Linked DNA regions of Gossypium hirsutum: region 2 is linked to region 1. A link is a contact called in public Hi-C data. All regions are on one chromosome and are shown on one strand. Each heading gives the region's core, a stretch centred on a gene start, on an enhancer-like site or on the middle of the called end of the contact. The rest is flanking DNA. Distances are from core to core; before and after follow the strand shown.

Region 1 (7,019 bases), core at 3,702-6,201:
ATTTCTTTTAGCTTGTCAGGTTAGCTCGGGGTTGGAGAGCGTCGGAGGCAGCATTACGCTATCAAGTCACTACCTTTGGAATAATGAAGCATATATTAGAATTTTCAAGTGAGTGGCATGTATAGGGATCTAGTTTATTGACATGTGTTATTATGCTTTGGCCAAATGTATTAACTTATATTGAGTTATACGTATATGGCCATGAGATGTGGGTCATATTGATTATGGCTTGTAAACCTAGCTATTCATGTCATGTTTAATGTTTATGATGTGATTATGTTTGTTTGCTATGCTTGGCTAGTAATATGACATGTGTGTTGGATGTATGCTCTATGACCAATTGAGGTGGTCATAGCCATGTAGTAATTGCACATTATAAAACAACGTGATAATGGTTGAACATGAGTGCTTGATGTATAAGTTGGTAACCATAGTATAATGGTAAAAGTGGTCGTCAAGATGACAAGTCTTATGAATGTGAATTAAGGAATCTAGACTTGGTATTGCATGAATAAATGCATTGCTTATAAGAGGACTTGTTAATGTTATGAATATGTTAATAAAGGTTGTTTAATCACTAAAATGATGCCATGAATTGTGGTTTTGATATGTATAAGGTTGTAAGGTTTATGGGTAACATGAAGGCTTGGAAAATACCCTAAGTGTTGACTACAAGGGCCGAGACACGGTCGTGTGTCTCAACTGTGTGAGGGACACGGTCTGGAGACATGGGCGTGTGACCTGGCCGTGTGGTTCGATTGCATCCTGACGTCATAAACAGAGAGTTATACGGCCTGAGGACACGGGTGTGTGACCTTATTTCATGGGAAAATTTTCTAAGCTTTCCCAAAACTTTCAAAGGTTCTCGATTTAGTCCCTAACTACTTTCAATATACATGTTTAGGGCTTCGTAGGCCCGTGTATGGGACATTATGCATGTGTATGAAAAGTTTTGATTTGAACAAAATTTTGTAACCCAGTTTTTGCATGCTTGTGATTGATTAAGCCCGATAATGCCTCATACCCTGTTCCGGCGTTAAACACGGGTAAGGGATGTTACAATATGAGTCTATTTAGTTTGAGTATAACATCCCTTAATTACATGTATACCTTAATTAGATGAATTATCTCGTTAAGGTCTTTGAGTATGTTTGGATGAAAAATTTTAAAATTTTAGAGATATTTAAAATGCTAGTATCTTAAAAATTCATCATTTAAAAATGCTAATATTAGTGGATATTTAGTTTAGATATATAATAGTTTAGAAAAAATTAGGCTATTGAATTTTTTGTTGTCATCAAAGTATCTATCGCGAACAACAATGACTAATTTGCCCACCACAAGTGCTCTCTATATCCATGAAATGTGTTATATTTTCATGAGTGAAAATCAAACCTCTAATCATATAATTAAGGACTATCAAAAATAAAAATGTTAAAATTAAATAAAATAGATATTTTGAATTTTGGACTTCTTTTTGGGTAGAGATAAAAGCTCAGTCACCTTATTGAAAACAAAAGGAAAACTACAAACTAGTTACCGCCAATGTTTTATTTTTTTATTTTTTTATTTTTTATTTAACAAAGCTCAGATACTAACAGGTGGGTTGTTGAAAGTGTGGATTTTTTTTTAAAATTTTATAGTGAAATTATGCACATTAAATGAAACAAGATTTTGAAAAATCAGAATTTGAAAGATTTTTTTGACTAAATTTAGAATGATATAATAAAATTTCTCCATCAAATCTCTAGTATTAGCTTAAGTATGAAACTGCAAAGCAAATTTAGTGCGGAAGGCTTTGTCAGCTGAGCAAAAAAAGTAATATATATTTCAATCCAAAACCGATGGCTTACCTACCCTTATCATGCATGCCAATTAAAGAGAGGAGAAAGTAAAATAAAGATCCTCAAATTGCATTAACAGAAAAAAAAAAAAAGCTCCTTAATTTCTCCCTATTTTCACCTTTCATTTAATTTAATATGAGAAAGAATTGCCATATCGATCAATGGTTTTCATATTTATAAAATGAAAGAAAAAAAGATTGCATGTTGGTGACATTTCGTTTTTAATCACCGTCGAGCAAAACTGGGAGCAGTACCATGCATGGTGTTCTTTTGTCATTTTTTGAGATGCTAACTTATTCTCTGCAAAATGGACATTCAAGCTAATTATTGCAGAGGTCAATTGTTTGTTCTACCCATCACCGCATTTCCAAAATTTATGATTTTGGGTTGCTAGCAACTCTGAAAATGATATGTTCTTGGGTGAATGCAATGGTGTTTGAGGGGACATATGATCTTTAATGATCCTTTGCCTAGGCAACCTATGTGCTTAAACTGCATTTTTCTCCTATTTGTTTGGCTTTAATTGTTATTTTAAAGACTCTTTAATGGCAGTGGCACACTTATCCCCCATTCAGCATAACCAGGTTTCAAGCACCTTTCCAGTTGATGAAGGGATGTTTTCAGCAACAACTTTGGGATCAACTAATTTTTGTTAGACTTGTCAATTGTACGATGAATTTGGATTGGTTTAATTCGAGGTTTAAAAGTTTTTAGATTATTTTGGTTTAGTGTTAATTTTGGGTTAAAAGTAGTTTCAAATTAAGATTAAATTTAGAATGGAGTAGTTTTGGGGTTTGGGTAAATTTGGGTTTAAGTTGAATGGGTTGATGTTGTTGACTTTTAATGATCAAATCTAGTTGATCAGTGTAAGTTTATATTGATCAAGTCAGATGTTTGGGTTTGGATTAAAATTGATAGGTCTAATTTCTATTTTAATTCAATATTGATCAAACTATAATTGACAAGTCTTTTTGGATCAAATCATTACATATTCGAATAATTTTAGGTTTCGGTCACTTTAGTTTGAAGTCATGTTTAGGTTAATTGTTCGAATCATTTCGATTTTGGGTCATTTGATTTTGAGTTAGTTTCAGATTAATTTAATTTAGATTCAAGTCCATTTAGGCTCCAAATGAAAGGTTTGAATTGTTGGTTACCTTTTGAGGAATAAATATTAAAATTATACATAAATGTTGATATAATGTATAACCTTATACCTGAATTTTGATTTTATATTGAAATTTTGATTAAATTAATGTATGTATTTATTTCTTTAAATACTTATAATTAAATCAAAAATTAAAATTTTATGTATAAAATTGATATTTATCCCTTGATAAAATCGAATTTTTTGGTTTAGATCAAAATTGATGGGTCCAATTTTCATTATATACATATTCAGTACCGATGAAACTATAACACTTTCCAAGAACCCTTTTGGTTTTCTGCAGAACAAATTGTCTTTCTTTAAACATATTTTGCCCATTATTTCATCTATATTCTTCCCATTGTCATATGAAAACTGTGATCATAATCAATAAAAAAGTACAAATCGAATACAAACAGCATTTGATTTGGTCAGGTAAGCAATGGTGAATTCCTCAAATGAGGTGAATCAGAGTAGTTTCCGGTTAGTATTTCATCTGCAACAAATCTATTTGCAGCTTCAGTGTAATGAGTCCCATCCCAGTTTATATACTCAGCTGTATTATTACATGGATTTGCTGTCACAATGCCCCCATTCAGATCCTTGGTAACACCACAAGCAATCCTAGTGTCGAAATTCAATGGCGGCCCACCGTAACCACAACATACTGCTAATGGTTGCTGGAATCCTGAAAGCAAATCCGAGTCGATTGGAGTAAAACATTGAAAGAAAAAAAAAATGATTAATGGCTTGCTTACCGTATAGAGAATAGTTTGAGATGAGGTTCAGCTTTATCGAGTAAATGTCGACATAAGTGATGTTAGCTTCAGGCGATTGTGCTAAGAACTGTAGGCACATATCGTGGAGTTTCTTGTTGAAAACGGTAGCTGCTCGGTTGTGTGAAGCAACGCAGCCGTATTCGTCCAAGTTTGACGGTTTTCTCCCGAACGTAGCGATGATTCTCGGCAAGCATCCGAGGGGACCTGTGTTATGAACCCAGAAATTCCTTGCACCTGCATCATATAATCTCTGAAAAAGGAAAAATACAAAGCATCATAGTTATTCATCTGAACTATAACTCGTATAATACTTTCAGTGTTGGTTTAAGACAGGGCTAGAGAGAACAGAACCTTCATTCCATAGTTGAGTTCTGTTATAAGCTTTGAAATGAAAGCAACAACTTGTTCATCCGATGCCGAAAAATAGAATACGCCGTCGAGATCGTTCTGGCCGATATCAAACATGTAAAGGGCCTTGTTGAAATCATCTTCCGCGGGGAGATAACTCTGAAGCTGCTTGTCTGGAAAAAAAAACAAGAACCATTTTCAACTTGTCCCAAAAAAACATAGAAGCTTGTCCACTGATATGAACAGAGATACCTTTAGAAAGCAATGTAAGAGCTCGATTCTTGAACCTGAAGAATTGAGATAACTGAAGATTAAAGGAAAAAGGGTTTGTTGAAGCCGCATTTGCAGGAAGAATGGTAGATCCTCCTGTAGCAAAATTGCACCCTGTTTGAAAATTAGGAGAGCCAACAGATTCCAAATATGGGTTCATGTAAGGAAACTCCATTGCCTCCACTGCCAAAAAAATAAAAAATAAAATCAGAAACTTAATGTGGATCATATGAATGCAATGGAAGGAAATGGAGGTACTTAGAAAATCAATGATCAAGCGACCATCACAGAATCTGCCAGAGGGTTCATGGAAGTAAGTTTCCCCATTAAATTGTGTCATGGGAAAAGCTTTTCCGGCAACTAATCCACCCGTGTCGGAATTCGAGTCACCGAAGTTGAACACTGCCGGATAATTCAAACTCAAGGGGCTAACAGTAGGCCAAAAGGAACAAAGGAAAGCTAGTTTTAAAAGGGAATGAAGAATATACAGAAGAGCCATGGAAATGGGGGGAGCTGTGACAAAATCTTTGGCAAAAGCAAACAATTGTCTTGATTTCCTTATACTGGCAGGACACGTGATGATAAAATGGTTGGTAGGATGTAGATTTCTTGTAGTTGAATTAAAGTGAAAATTAAATGAAGGGTCAATTTTTTTTATCCTCAAGTTTCAACTCCGACAACAGTTGTTTATTAAAACACTTCATGGCTAATATACTATGAGGAGGATGTCTTATATGCCGGAAGTTAATCCGTGAACAAAGGATTTGGACATATATTATCTCTGTGAAACAAAACAAAACACCTTTCCTGCTTCTCTCTTCCTTCCATGTTTTTATTATCATATTTAGTCCATTGAAGGCTTCGAGGTCAGTTCAGTTTTAATCCTCCTCATAATAATATTTCATAATTAGAATTTGATTTTTTTCGAATTTTAAGTGAATCAAATCAAATCAACTCGAATAAGTAAAGTCGAATTAAATTTCACAACTCGATAATTCAAATAACTTAAATAACAAATTAATAAAAATACCCTCAGAGTCCATGACAATTTTAAAAATATGCAAATTGATCCCTCTAAAAAAATGCTAAAAATTCAAAATAATATTAAAAAATCCAAAAATGTTTGCAAAATATTTCTTTCCAAAATTTTTATAAATAAGTATTACTAAAAATCTTTTAAAATATAAAAAATACTAAATTATATATATATTTAAAATATGAAAACAACAAATTTCAGGCATTAAACAAGTAAATTATCAAATCAAGTTTATTATATTAATTATCTTGTTTTTTTCTCTTATTTTTGTTTTAAAAGAATTTTGAAATACACATTATATTTATGTTCTTTAACTTGGAATTTAGTCATATGGTCAACAAAATTTTAATATGGTCGGTTTAATTTTTTTAATTTAACTCAAACAATTTTATTTGATTCAAATCTTATTTTACTAGATTCAATTTAAAAAAATTTCAAATCAAATTAGGATGATAAAATAGGATTTATAAATTCAAAATTTTTTTACTCAACTCGACTTGATTCAATTAGATGCTTACCCCTATGAACTTGGTCCAAATGTTTGGAGAAGAATTTGGTAAAATGCTTAAGAGGGTCATTATATATGGTTATATTAATTTTATTTAGTAATTTTTTAAAAAAAAAATCCTTGTTTTTATCAAACTTTTCATGCAAGAAGTACATTTCAGCCTTAAAGTTGGCTCTTACAGGATTTACTCACAAAGGAACAGAGAGATTTAAGTTAGGGAGAAATGATGGGAGAAGGGGAGATTAACCCAAAGAAAGTACAACAGCTAAATTGTAAGCTAAGTCTAGAACTTTACTTGTTTAATTAAAGGAAACGAGCTACAATGACAAAATTGTTTCTTTTATACAATATAAGAAAGGTGTTTTTTTTCTTGACCAGCTAGCAATATATTTAGATGAGGATTTGACCTGAGTTTGGAACCCAAGTGTAAAATTATAAGGCCACAGTCCATGCTTTATGGATAGCTGATGCAGTGCTTCAAGGCCCAAAATGAGAGCTCGAGGAAGCGGCCATTACTGGCTAACCAACGAAACTCAATTGCTACTAAAATAAGTAATCGAATCGTCGGCTCTCCGCTCCATCAAATTTTCTTTTTCATCGCATCTAAGCAAAACCCAGAAACCCGTCCCTCTCCTTCTACGCAGAGGAATCAAAATCATGGTATTCTTCTTTTTGGGGACTCCCAAACCTTCATATGACATATGTTTGTTCTCATTCAATTGAGTTCGTAACTATGTTCTTCTATTCATTCTCCAATGGGCGTCCTTTTGATTTTTTTTTCTTTTTTTATTATGATTGGTGCAGTTGTTCTTTTCGTATTTCAAAGACTTGATGGGAAGAGAAGTGACGGTGGAGCTGAAGAACGATTTGGCTATTAGAGGAACCCTTCACTCCGTTGATCAATACCTCAATATCAAGCTCGAGAATACTAGGGTTGTCGATCAAGACAAGTATCCTCACATGGTATTCCCCCTTTCCTTTCCTTTTCTTTTTTTCATGGGTGTTTATGAACGAATTACTTAGCTTGTCTAACAAAAGTTAGGGTTTCTTTTTCCTTTCTTTTCATTTTAGTCGTTACTTGGAAGAA
Region 2 (7,005 bases), core at 3,256-5,755, 290 kb before region 1:
AATACCATCTGTCTGTAAAAGAAGATTAAAATATAAATAACTTGGATAACTTGATACAAAATCCCGGAGGTCGTCAGTAGAGCTAATTCACACTCAAACTTAAAGCTCAAACTACCTCTAAAGCCCTACCATGATGTTCAACAGGTATTGTAATAATGGCTAGGATCTAAACTTGCAGAGGGAAGAAAAAAAAGGGGGGAAAAACAAACATTACAGCACTTGAGCCGCATTTGTACAGTAAGTAAATGCTCTTTCAGAGCGAGAAGTATGACGATTCATGTTGCTTTGGCCCTAGGGCTGTTGCCTTAAGCTTTAACTTACTCTGATTTCCCTTTGAGATTGTTGCTTGGTTCAGAAGTAGACTCTGATACGTGTGTTTCGATAGCAGAAGGTAATGCGAGCATTCTTCCTTTCTGGGCTCGCGGTGGAAGGTGCTTGGTGTGTTTTTTTGATCCCATAGTCCAGGGCAAGAAGACCCCTGTACCTCCACGAGGAAGTTTTCTGGGGCTCCCTACCACTGGGCGCACAGGCGCTAGCATGACAACAGGAGCACGAAGGACTCCCCATTTTGGCATTGTATCAAGTGCCTCGTAGCCACTAAGAACTCCATTTGACATTGCATATGGACCTGGTACTCCTGGTTGCCATAGAGTCATGGCACTAGACTGGGGAGTAGTTGGCGGTGACTGATGATTAATATCGGGCCGCACTCGGAAGAAGGTAATGCTGACCCTCTTGTTTGGAGACGGGCACATCACATGCCTTGCCATGTCAGAGCTATTTCCCCTCATAACTAAAAGAGACCTGTAGAACAACAGTAAAATACAAGATAAGAGGGAGACAGCCCAATCTGAAGGACAAATCAAATGAATATACTGTTGAGATACCCTTCTTTCAATGAAAGTTGGAGTGGCCCTCTATAGTTCCCTTCACTATCACTTGTAAGAGTTAGACCGAAAGCCATTGTCGATTCAGATAGAAGAAGAGTGGAGATAGGTTGCTCCAAATGTGGTGGTTTAAGAAAAGGTTGTGAATATTCATCCTGCATTAAAGGAACATAACTACAACTTCTATCCTAGGTGATATTGTACGTAGAACAAATAGCCGACAAAGGTGAAAAAGGTATACCTCATCAAAGAAGTTAATGATGCAGCCATTTGGTTTTTTATATTCAGGTATAAGTTGCCATTGGATCAAGTGCTCTATGACATCTTGAAGCAGAGCAGGAATCGGTTCGATGTTGACTGTAAAACATTAGAAAGAAAGGGCTGATTAAAGGTACTTGACAATATTCACAAGGGATCAAGAACAAATTAAGAAACCAGAGAAACCAAACAGAACCACTGTATCACAGCGGTGGGCCTTACCAGTTTGGTTGTTACTTGTCGGCTCCTCCTTTATGTGTCCGAAAATCGGAACACCGAACTGAATCAGCTCTCGCTTGTTTCCTTTAATTTGTTTGTTGAATAAAATGAAAGTCTCACCTTAGTCATCCAGAAAAGCAGAATCAGTAGGAAGTTGATTAAACAGAGACTCGGACAAAACGTCTCTCGTCGAATATCACTTGAAACAAGCAATTGCGGATTAATGAAATGAACAATCCACACTACAAATTCTTTTAGATGGTAACCTGTTAAAACATGAAACAAGAAAAGGAAAAAGGCAACCAACCATTGTATAAACACGTAACGCACCCCCAACGAACTTCAAATCTAAACCCCTAAAACTAAATTGACCTCTTTTGAAGTACTTGGCTACAGCCAGTATAAGTTATGGTAATCATTGAATTCATCAAGCAGAAACATGAATCTAACTATACCTGTTTCAAACTAAGCTACAACAGAAGGGATAACTATTTCAAATCTTCATCATAATATTTCTAAAACAGGCTCAACTCGGCAAGGCTTTAAAGTGGGATGGCACCTGACAATTCCCCATTCTGGCCGGAAGATCGAAGTTCACTCATCAAGTTACTCAGCTTAGCCATCTCCGACTCGGTGAATACGTCCTCATACAACTTCAATCCTTTCACAACATTCACCTGCATTACGGATATCGGTAAATAAATAAAAAACGAGATATCTTATTACAGGTATCAGTAAATAAGTAAAAAAAAAATGAACACACCATGTGGCCCTTTACATGTTCCTTGGCAGAAAAACCTTTCGTCAGCTTGATTTGAGAAGGGCGTGCATCACATTCTTCATGGTTAGAACAAATGTCGATGTTTTCCTCAACATGTTGAATTTCCTGTGACCCTTCATTTTTTTTATTGAATTATTATTAAAAAAATAATATTAGTTCTAACGTAGGACTTAGCTGTGTTATCTTTTAATTAAATTGGCCTTTAGAACACTAATTTCGCGTTAGGATAGGTACAACATAAAGACAGAATAAACTGCAGCTTGTCCTCAAGTCGGATACCATAACCTGCTTTCCAAACAATACCAAATTTACTCTCTTTTTTTCCTTTTTTCCTGTCGTGGAATTCAATTCGATCATCATTGGATCGCTCGCTCAAAAGGGCGACATGACCAGGGAAAAGCAAACTCAGTCAACCGAGTCGACTCAGCTCGAGTCGAGCAAGTTTAGTTGAGAAATTCAGGTGAATCCCCTCCTACAACTAACCCCAAGCAAACAGCACGGTCCACGTGATATCATGATGATGCAAAAGTTGGAGGATTAGACGGTTGAGATGAGAAGCCGCCTAACCATTAAAATCATTGGAACCATCCCCGGGCGGAGAACTCAAATTAACTGTAAAACTGAATCAGCCGAACCCTTTCTCTGTTTTTTTCTAAGGTTTTGGCCTCGAAATCCTCAAACTCGTCGCTTAAACCTCGGGAACATGCCTACCGTATATGACTACTGTACTATTACTCTTTCATCATTAAAAACATTTTTTAATGCAAAACATATTAATAAAAGATCACCTTTTTAATTAAAAAAGGGGGAAATTTTGATCTCGTGAAAAGTACGACATCTCTTTTGGTTTTTTTACCAGGAAACCGTGAATTTGAAGAATCTTATAGAAAAAGGGCGGAAATTTTTACTTTTTTAATGAAAACCCTGCATCATGATCTAATCTCCACGTTGAATTCAAAGTCAGAGAAAATTTTGAAAAGGCACTGGAAACGTTGAATATCTGATCAAACCTGGAAATATACATCATTTTGTTTGGTTACATGGAAAATGAAGGAAAATGATTGCGCCTTTTTACACGAAAGAAAAAAAGAAGGGTATAAAGAGATTCAATTTCTCGCTTGACGAAACACCGTAAAAATTGAGATTCAAATGCCTTACGCCTCTCTGCCATTAGAACAGACAAAAAAAGGCGACATTTTTCTCTTGTCTTTTTGGTTGATTGATAAAAAAGGAAAAAAGAAGAAAGAAAGCAAATTTGAAGAATTCAAGAAAGAAAGAAAGCAAATTTGAAGAATTCAAGTAACCAAACTGATCGATTGGCAATAATGGAAGAAAACAGAACCAAGGCCAGAGTTTTGTTTTTTTCAAGCACAGTGAGTGTCGTAGGAATCCCAGTAACTTGGCCCGATTTTCCGTTGAAAATTCCAACAGGGAAACACCCAGAAAATAGGCAAGATCCAGAGGATCAAACAGAAATGAGTTCAACAGAGGAACAAATCGTAATCAATGTAAATATATATATAATTGAAAAACAATCAAACTTTATAATAGAAAATCACTTTTTTCTTTTAGTCGTGAGGTTACCTGAATCAGTAATGTCACTGTCAGGGGAATCTTCTTCTTCCTCGCCACCAACTTCCCCATTTGCTTCATTTTCCACCACTTCCTCGGCGACTTTCTCCTCCTCTTTCTCATCATCCAAACAACCGCCGTCTTCTCCTCCTCCGCCACCGCCACCTTCCACTTCCTCCTTGCCAATTCCATCTCCTCCTCCGGTCTTCTTGGCAGTCACCTGTTTCAGCTCCACCGTCACATCAGCAATGGAGTGGTACTTCTGCATATGCAACACCGGAATCCAATTCAACCGCCTCCTGTGGATCGCCGCGAACACCGCCTCGTACTCGGATCCTTCACCGCCCCCTCCTTGAAGCTGCGCCAAATGACCGCAAAGAGCATCGATGATAGCATTGGCCGCCGCGAATTCCCCTCGGAACCAAGAAATGATCGTGTCCTTGGCCAAAACATCAGCAACAGCCGGCACAGCTTGCATCATCGGTACCACCGCTGCTGGTCCCATAGCTTGAACCCTTTCCCTCGGAGTCGCTGCCCCCGCCGCCATTGGCATCTCTACCGTCCACCCTTTCCCTTTACTAATTTGACCAAATAGGAGGAAGCCGGAAACAACTTTTCTTCTGGGCTCTCCGGATGCTCCGAAGATTGAGTATTGGGAGAAATACCTGTCGGCCGATATTTCAGTTGATATTGTTGAGAGAATGAAAACAAGGCTTTGAAAGCAAGATGGTGGAAGCTACAATATGGGTTTTTGTTTTGTATTTTTTTATTATTGTATTGGTGTTAGAGAAGAGGCAGAGGGTTATATATTTTGAGGAGCTTTTAGGGAGTGACTTGTCCGTACGTGTGGTGCCCACCCAGAAGGTGGTGACATGGCAGCCTATGGAGATGGTGACGTGGCTTAACCAAGTGGAAGGAATGGAAATTCCAAAACCCTGTAGTCATTGTGAAATTACCATTCCACCCCGTGAATGAATAATATTAAATGTTGCTGAGTAATTACCATCTTCTATGGCTAAATACAAAGATATCACCTTAACCATTATTACATTTACTTTGGGGGAACACCATACACACTCTCTCTCTCTCTTTTTTTTTTTTAAATAAATACAGTAGGAGAGGAGAGGTTGAGAGTTTTGACTATGCTTTTTTTAGAGTTAAAAAAAAAATCAAAATCTTTTTCTATATTTGATTATTTTTCCCAAGTCCAACGCAACCACCTGAAACAAAAACAAGTACCATTAGCACATGCCCATGGAACATTTCACATCACTTTACAAACGCAAATAAAAATCATTTCTTTGCTTCATTCCCTAATTTACATCTTTATTGCGAAAATTATTGGTTACATTAACTATCAAATTTTTAATTAAAACTAGATCCATCTCAATTTTGATGAGGGTGGCTTATAGTTTAAGTCAAACTTAATCAAATCAAAAATTCATTTTAATCATATTTACCTCAATTCATAAATAGAAAAATAGTACGTTTCAATCCTTTGAATTTTTTTATTTACAAAAAGAAATCACGTTCCAAAAATCAAAAAGGTAATTATTTATTTCAAAGTGCATAGTAAATGTAATTTAATTTTCATTGTCCTTTTATAATTTTTCAGAGGGTCTAGAAAGAAATATTCTTGTCCTAAGTTTGACAAATTGATTCGGATACCTAATTTCTTTATTATTATTTTTGGTAAAAAAGAATGAAAGTTTCAAATTGAAGTAATTGGTCATTTTGATATTCCAACATTAAACGTCTGTTGAATTGTAGAAATTAATTTGAGATTTGAATTTCCTAACAAACCAAACTAGGGCTGCGCCAGGGTAGGTCCAAAAATGCTAAATTTACCGCTTTACTTCCTTGTATTGGTACAATTAATAAACGCGATCCACCATTTACAATCTAGATATGTGAATCCCCCTTTCATCTTCTCCTTATATTTACATTTTGATGGATTAATGATAAAATTACTAAAAATTCTATAATTCAAATTTCATCCTCCAAAAATATTGGAGATGTTTATTTACCATATATGTTTGAAATATAATTTAATGGTACTACCAGTTTGACAAGTAAGGAAACAGCATCCATGCTTTTACACCTAAATGATTATTTAACATCTTAAGACATTAATAAATCAATCACGTTTATCTTACTTGGCCTCTACTCCTATAGCATCCCATTATTTACTTCAATCCAAATTAAAGATGTGTATATTAATTGTCTACAAAATCAAAAATATATCATATGTTTTTTTATTCATTTTACTCACATTGCAATCAATCCTATTATAATTAAACACGTGGGAATATAAAGGATGCAAATAGTGAAGAAGATGACATGCCATGTTCTTATATGTTTGTGTTATATGACATTTGAAATTATTTTATATTTTAATTTTTTTTTTTTCATAAATGTTAGTGAATAGAGGAGGAACCAACCAACCGAAGCAAGTTGGCGAACCAAAGGGGGGGGCGGGCTAACAAAAATGATGGACATTGACGACAAACAAAAGGTGGGCAATGTTGTGTGGGTCCAACACTCCACGTTCTCATCATTTTAGAGAGGGAGAGAGTTGGTTATAAGGAGGGTGGTGGGGTTCACTTAACGACGGACCCTCCGTTGTTGGCACATATTTAATACACCAGAGAATGTAAGGTGCGCCGGGACCCATCAAGGGAAGGGTCAGTGAGGAACCCCTCCGCGCCTGCTCTCCAGCCATTGTTGTGCGCCACCGAACCAAACTAACCAACATATTTACGGACAATGCCTCCCCCACTAATCACAAGCCACACACTCTCTTTTACCGCCCGCTACTGTTTTCTTCCTTCTTCTTTTTTTTTTTTATTACTATATCTTTATTGTATTTTAACCTTTTATTGAAAAATAAATACATTAATCACTGAATATTAGATAACTGATAAAAATAGTCTCTTCATTTAATTTTGGTGTTTATATATAAAATATAATAATAATTTTAATCCTCAAATTTTATATACTTATTCAATTTGACCTCTACTTTTTTATTGCAAGAATATTAGAATTTTTTCAAACTAGTAAGATTAAAAGGTCAAAAAGCCCTTAGTAACAAGTTTAAAAAATCAATTAAACTCTTTTAAAAATTATTTTTTAAAAAACTCATAAAAATTATAAACAAAAATTATAAAAATTTTATTAAAAAATAACAATCCCAATCCATTAAAATCTAATGGTCATAAGATTTTAAAAAAAATTGACCCCTACTCTTTATTGGGTTGGTATTTTTATTTTTTAATAAAAATTTATAAT

Evidence for each region. Hi-C and Micro-C count contacts between places; a contact is called where the count stands out from the background.
Region 2: a Hi-C map of leaf shows a contact between it and region 1, with 2.0 times the contacts expected there. The contact joins the promoter of LOC107949048 here to the promoter of LOC121204967 in region 1. A contact is called at or near these places in 2 of 34 Hi-C or Micro-C datasets (both in leaf).

What each region holds. Positions count from the first base shown.
Region 1 is chrA08:13,285,230-13,292,248 of Gossypium_hirsutum_v2.1, reverse strand. It overlaps LOC121204967 (GDSL esterase/lipase At1g54790), which reads right to left and starts at 4,951. Exons shown (of 5, transcript XM_041075878.1): 1 at 4,647-4,951; 2 at 4,371-4,571; 3 at 4,122-4,291; 4 at 3,750-4,020; 5 at 3,353-3,679. The coding sequence starts at 4,887. The coding sequence ends at 3,423. LOC121204966 (sm-like protein LSM2) reads left to right here and starts at 6,360. Exons shown (of 3, transcript XM_041075877.1): 1 at 6,360-6,592; 2 at 6,737-6,895. The coding sequence starts at 6,590.
Region 2 is chrA08:13,569,823-13,576,827 of Gossypium_hirsutum_v2.1, reverse strand. LOC107949048 (RNA demethylase ALKBH10B) reads right to left here and starts at 4,505. Exons shown (of 5, transcript XM_041075879.1): 1 at 3,730-4,505; 2 at 1,368-1,484; 3 at 1,129-1,244; 4 at 888-1,042; 5 at 14-804. The coding sequence starts at 4,270. The coding sequence ends at 318.